2 separate regions of the Canis lupus genome follow, and region 1 is linked to region 2. The links are chromatin contacts, called in public Hi-C maps. All regions are on one chromosome and are shown on one strand. The core of a region is the stretch at or near the end of the contact, and the rest is flanking DNA. Distances in the headings are between cores, read along the strand shown. Region 1 has its middle 120 kb from the start of SLC5A3. Region 2 has its middle 54 kb from the start of SLC5A3.

What was found. Hi-C and Micro-C count contacts between places; a contact is called where the count stands out from the background.
Region 1: a Hi-C map of amygdala shows a contact between it and region 2, with 1.7 times the contacts expected there. The contact joins two enhancer-like sites. A contact is called at or near these places in 2 of 9 Hi-C or Micro-C datasets (amygdala and blood).

What each region holds. Positions count from the first base shown.
Region 1 is chr31:29,311,764-29,314,849 of UU_Cfam_GSD_1.0, forward strand. No RefSeq gene overlaps it. Among named protein-coding and RNA genes, the nearest start is that of SLC5A3, 120 kb to the left of the region's middle. Within about 2 kb of position 1,433, at least 10 of the 20 cell types and tissues checked have an H3K27ac peak or open chromatin away from gene starts, as enhancers often do.
Region 2 is chr31:29,247,805-29,250,863 of UU_Cfam_GSD_1.0, forward strand. No RefSeq gene overlaps it. Among named protein-coding and RNA genes, the nearest start is that of SLC5A3, 54 kb to the left of the region's middle. Within about 2 kb of position 1,592, at least 4 of the 20 cell types and tissues checked have an H3K27ac peak or open chromatin away from gene starts, as enhancers often do.

The DNA of each region.
Region 1 (3,086 bases), core at 183-2,682, 64 kb after region 2:
TTCAGCAGCATTTAGTACATCCACACTGTCATGTAACCACCACCTCTGTTTCTTTCCAAAACATTTTCATCACCCCCAAGAGAAAGCCCGTATTCATTTAAGCTGGTTACACCCCAGCCCCTGGAAACCACCAACCACTTCCTGTGTCTATAGATTCATCTCTACTGAATACGTCATATAAATGGAATCCTACAACATGTGGCCTTTTGTGTCTGCCTTCTTTCACCTAGGATCATGCTTTTGAGGTTCATCCATGTTGTAGGATGTTTCAGTACTGTTCCTTTTTTTTTTCCTAGTACTGTTCCTTTTTATGGCTGAGTAATATTCCGTGGTATGCATACCCACATTCTGTTTATGTATCTGTTCATCTTGGATGGCCACTTGGGGTTCCTCCACCATTGGGCTATGGTGAATAGCGCTGCTATGAACAGTTGTGTACTGAGTATCTGTTTTGAGCACCTGTTTCCAAGTTCTTCTAGGTGTATACCTGGTAGTGGATTTGGGTCATATGGTCATTTCTTTACTTCTTGAGGAACCGACCTGTGCCATTCTCAAAGCAGGGAATCTGAGGCTGAACGAAATGATGAATTGTCCAAGGTCAGGTGACTGCAGATGACAGAACCAGCGCTAGGACCCAGAAGCTCACACTGCTGTCTGCAGGTGAGGACACACCTGCAGACTGCAGGGAACATCATTCATTCACTCACCAAACATTCATCCAGAGCCAGAGCTTGGCTTTGTGGCAGATTTAGCGATAAGTTCCAGAAAGGAGCTTCCTAATGCCAGAAACTTCGGAAGCAAACAAAACAAGGGTAGTATTTTTAATCATAAGTCAACATGCCCAGCTCACACATAAATTCCATTAAGCCAACAGTCTGAGCACAGTGATGTTCTTCTCACATCTTGCTGCATGTTTTTATGCCAGTGTGGCGAGTTCATGCTGATCCTCCAAGAGCCCTGAGAGGTCTCCTCTCCCTTTTTCTGATTGTCTTTCACTGTCTGCATTTCTTGATTGACCCTGGGGACGGGCCATTGCATGCTCAAAGGCTTCAACACCAGGGTCTGGAAGGAAGACTTTAAAGGGAAGGGAAGGGGGTGGGGAACGGAGGGAGAGCTGGAGGGGGGCGCAGGCAGCAGGATTTAAGCACCCGGAATCTTATTTTCCTGTGGTTTCTAGGGGAATTTTCTTATGAAGAGGCAAATTCTCGTGTCTACCCCTGACCGTTCCCGGCTCACTGGAGCATTTTCTGTGTCGAAAGGTGACATCCAAAGGCTTCACTGAGCTGGCTTTGATAACAGGCTTGGGCTCCTCCTGGCTCCCCCCCCCCCCCCCCCCCCCGCCCCACTGCCCGGCCTCCCGTCCCTGGCCCCGCTGGCCTGATTAATCAGAACCCTGCCAAGCCCACTGAGGAGGGCTCCCTGGCTAATCTAATCGCCGTCCCCACGCGGGACAGACACCCCCGCTCGGCCAATGAGACGCGATTGTGCAAGCTCTGCAGGCCGGTGGAAATTTCCATGCGCCCGCGGCGGCTGCGGCGGCCCCTGGCGGCGTCGTGCGCTCCGCATTCCGCTGCGGTCCCCGAGCCGGTCCCCACGCCGGGTCCCCGAGCTGCGCGGCCCCGCTGCCAGGCGCTTCACCCGAGCCGCCGCGCAACAAGCTGGTGGCTTTTTCCCCCCCCCCTTGTTCTCCCCACCTCTCTGCAAGAAAAGCTTTCAATTCTGCAAATGCACGAAAAGCTGGCGATGCCCGCGCGTGACGGGGGGTGGGGGGCGGGGAGAGAGAGAGAGAGAGAGAGAGAGAGAGAGAGAGAGAGAGAGAGAGAGAAAGAGAGGAGAGCACGGTCCTCAGCTCCCGTCTGGCACAAGCAAGCTGTTAAGTCCTGCCTGGGTTTCTCCTCCAAGTTCCCGCACCGGGCTTTGCAACTCAGTGCGTGTAGGGAGAATGAATGAACTGGCCACCTTTCTAGATCTCTCCTTCCGAGGACTCTGGCGACCTTTTTGAGAAGTGGCCGGTGGGTCCTAGAGAGCGAAAGATGAGGAGTTAGCGAAGGTGTATTTCTAACGAAGGTGTGGAGGGAGATGGAGAGGGCACCCAGGACCCCAGGCAGTAAGATCAGTGCCATCGCCCAGAGCCGCACAGACAATTCCAAGGCCACAAAGAAGGGACATCTTGCTCAGCTGCCAGTGCGGAGGAGGAGGAGGAGGAGGAGGAGGAGGAGGAGGAGGAGGAGGAGGAGGAGGAGGAGATGCAGATCCCAGATAGGAGGAGAGGAGTTGGCCAGACAGAGAAGGGGGAGGCGCTGGGGAGCCTGTGTTCCAGCCCTGGAGTGAGGCTGCTGGGCAGCCGGCTGCATTTCCACGAAGCTGGGCTGTGTTACCAGATCCCTATCTGTCTTTACTCCAGGTGAATTATTGCATTAAATCCACGTTATTCGGGGGGATCCGGGCCTGTTTCTGCTCCTTGCAATGTGAAAGGACCGACCTAGTGAACAGAGTCCAAAAATTAGAATGCAACCTTGCGGGAGAGCTGGTTCTGCCAAAAGACAATCACAATGGCTTCTTCTGGGATTGGAAGCGGGGGAGGGGGACCATGCGCCCTGAGCTATCTGCGAGGAAGGAAAGGGGGAAAATACAGGTTTTTCTTCCTAAAGGAGAGTATGAAGCTTCAGGAAGATCCAGGGAACAGAAAGAAGGGGCCACCCCCCTTCCAAAAGCCTGAGATGGGTGAACCAAGCCAAACATAGGGAGATAGAAAAGGTGGATGCCCCAGTTCCGCTAGGGGCCAGCTAGAGGTCCTGGAAAATCTGACTTTAATGAGTTTTCACCTCTGTAAAATCAGGAGAATAACAATTCCTGAAACTAAACTAAAATGAAATGATATCTGTGAAACTGCTCGTGGAGAAATATGTGGAAATTTTTACCCACGTATGCAAACAATATATAATCTATGTCTTTTGAGTTGAACCAACTGTGACAGAGAGCCATGGCTAAACTAATAGAGCAGTGCCTATATTAATGTATTCAGTAAATATTTACTGAGCACCTAACATTTTATGGGCATTGTTCTATGCCTGGGGAGACAACCC
Region 2 (3,059 bases), core at 342-2,841:
GAACTCGATGCCCTCCAAGAACCCATATCGCATTGTGGTACTGTTGGTATTATGTATTTGTTGCTCTTACATTAAATAGGGAGGAAATGTATATCCTGGTAGTATTCCTAGATATCAGGATGGTTCTGGTGATTATTGTGGTCTTGGTCACAAGGAGTTTTCAGTTGAATCAGGGACTTGACTGCATGTTGCTCACGTAGGAACCAGCCAAAGAGGTATAAGAGCCTAGCACAGCTGGGCTTACCTGGCCTGGCTGATAAGCGTCTGTGGCAGTTACTTCCCATCTTGTTGGGTGATTGCCTTTATCACTCTGCATCCTCACCACCTTCCTCCAAATGCATGCTAAGGGGGCCCAAAATAAAGATGTGTAGAAAAGTGGATAGATAGGAGAGATACTGCTGCCTCACAGTTATCTGGGGAGCCTCCCCAGAGGGAGTGTTAGGACCTGGTATTTATTATTATATCAATCTCTGACCAGTCTATGCCAAAAAATCAAGTACACTTGTTATATTCCAAATACTTGTTAAGGTGTACCCCAGGTGATGTGAAATTAGACCAAAAAGGAATTAACCAGATGCCCCTGTTGCTCCTTGGGCCATGCTGGGGTGGTTAGGAAGTTTGGGTCTTCTGGACCAGATTTCTAGATGGAGGCTCTGGCCTCACTCACCACCTGTTGTTTCCAGGCAGTGTCTGGAAGCGGTTGAAGCATGACTCAGAGTTGGGGAAGAAGGGGGTGGGGGCAGGTTTTAAAAGTTCCGAAATTCATTCTCAGCTCTGGATTTGCTTTGGTTTCCTGGGGGCCCATAGATTTTTCTCTACTTTGTACCTTCAGATGTTCACCTTCATTCTTTCATCAGCTCTGAGAAAGGGAAGGTTGGTGTTGTAGAAGATTCCTACTGTATTTCTCAGTCTAAAAGGTGATGGTGTCACATATGCAGAGGGGAGCAGTAGGAGTAGATGCTCCTTTAAACCCTTGCTAGAAAGGGATGGGTATTTTGAGTCGTGGTGTCAGTCACCCTCTGCCAGAACCATTCCAGTGTCAGACTTCAGGGCTGCAATTACTAGTATAAGGCTCTCTTTCCACTAGATGGGGCTGGATTGAGACTGAATGGGCTTTCTGCTGGAGGAGAGAGAACTGTAGAAGAGACTGTGGTCCATATTTCAGCGTTGGGCTTGTGTGTGTTTGTAAAACAATGCCCCTGTTGGGCTTTGACCGTTGTTACAAGGTCTGATTTTGCTGCTCTGAGATAGGACTTACCCCAGAAGGCGTGCCTAAAGGAATTCTTAGGAAGTGAAGGAGGCTTTTCTTGACTGTCGTCCCTTCTTTCTCCATTCTCATCTGTATTAAAATGTAAATAGGTGCTTATAAGATCTGCTGGCCTACATATAAGATACCCGTCTATTTACGGGTAAGCAGAATGATAAAAATAACTGACTCTATGGTGAATCAGTGGAATTTTACTGACTCTCTCCCCAAATGTGTCTGCAGCTTACTCCAAGAGACCTGGCACCCTCTCTAGAGGAGATTGATTCTTCTCTGTAGTTTTCCTGTTAGCTAACATTTCCATGTTCTCGTGCTTTCCTGCCAGCATTAAGTCCAGGCCAGCATCCTGACCCCATTCTTGTGTGAAGGTGCTGCACAACCGGGTTTCAAGGCAGAGCTGCTGCGGCCTTGGGGGTTTCTTTTTTAGTGGCAGCTTCCTGAGATTTGTAAGGATTCTTCACTAGGTTTAGTGGTTTTAAAAATGCATGAGCCCCAACAGATATAAAAAGAAATAGGGCTTTTCCATGCAGAGGGTTCCTTGGTTTTTAGGTAAAGAATTCACTCTCAGTGAAGCCTGAATCGAGCAAGGTTTAACTGATCAAGCAAGGTTTAACAGTCTAGAAACTGGCATTCAGATAGATCTGTTTCCTATCCTCTGAGAGAGGCTTGAAGATGCTTCTTGGTTTCAAATCCCTCCCATCCCCCTTCTCCACCCCCCACCCACCGTGAGCCACTGAGCGTTTCAGTGGAAATTTCCACTTGTCTGCTAGGGGGAAGGGGAGGCTGTGAGTGTGCGACTGTGTCTGAGAGAAACAGAGACAAAGAATATAACTCAAATTCAGGCAAGCGCTTTTGCGGTAAACTTGTAAATAGCAGGGCTAAGACAAAAGTGAAATAAAAACCAATCACGACCTTTAAGCACTGCAAGAAGACACATATCTTCCCTCAACAACCTGGGGGTGGGAGGGAGGGGGGTGGGAGGTAGGGGTGGTGACAGCCTTAGCGGAATTCGGAATTTGAGACTAAGGGGAGTGAGTCTAGGGGCAGGACCCCAGAGGAGGAGTGGAAGGCTAGTGAGAGCTGCTGGCTCCCTGGGGAAGCTACTGCTGTGGATGGAGTGTTCCCAGTGGCCTGGTTTCCCAGGATTGGGCTCAGTCTGTCCTGGGGAAGCCATTCTCTGGGTCTTCTCAGATCCCTGGGGTTTTAGTCATGCTCATGGGGAGATGTGTAGTGTTGAGTCTCTTAAGAAATGCAGAGAAGGGTAACTCATCACCTGGAATGCCACACGGGCAGGCTCTGCCTATGAAATAGTTCCCTCCACCTTTTGAACACTGGAATCTGCAATGAGAATGGCATTAGTATATTGAACATTTTTTTGTACTTTATCTCCTTGCTTGGTACCTGTCGTCCCTCTACTTGCACTTCTGCGGAGTTGGTTCTGCATCAGTGTGAAGTGCTGTTCTGTAGAAAAGAGAGATGGCTTGGGTAAGACTGATTTCTGCCTTGAAGACCAAGTGTGATTTTGTAATTAGAACCACACAAGGGAAAACACACCTTTAAATGTAAACACTGCTGGGCTTTGTGTTTAAGGCGGTGGTGGTGCTGACATGGGCCTTGGCTACCTGGTGCCACTGAGCAGCACAGGACTGAAGGTGCTGGGAATATATAGATCATTACACTTTAGATTGCTAAACTGGATTTTCCAATATGATTTGTCCATTTACTGATTTAATTGTTGATTAGAGAATGGAAAACTGTTTGGAGAAATTTTTTTTTCCTAATTGGAAGGCCAGCT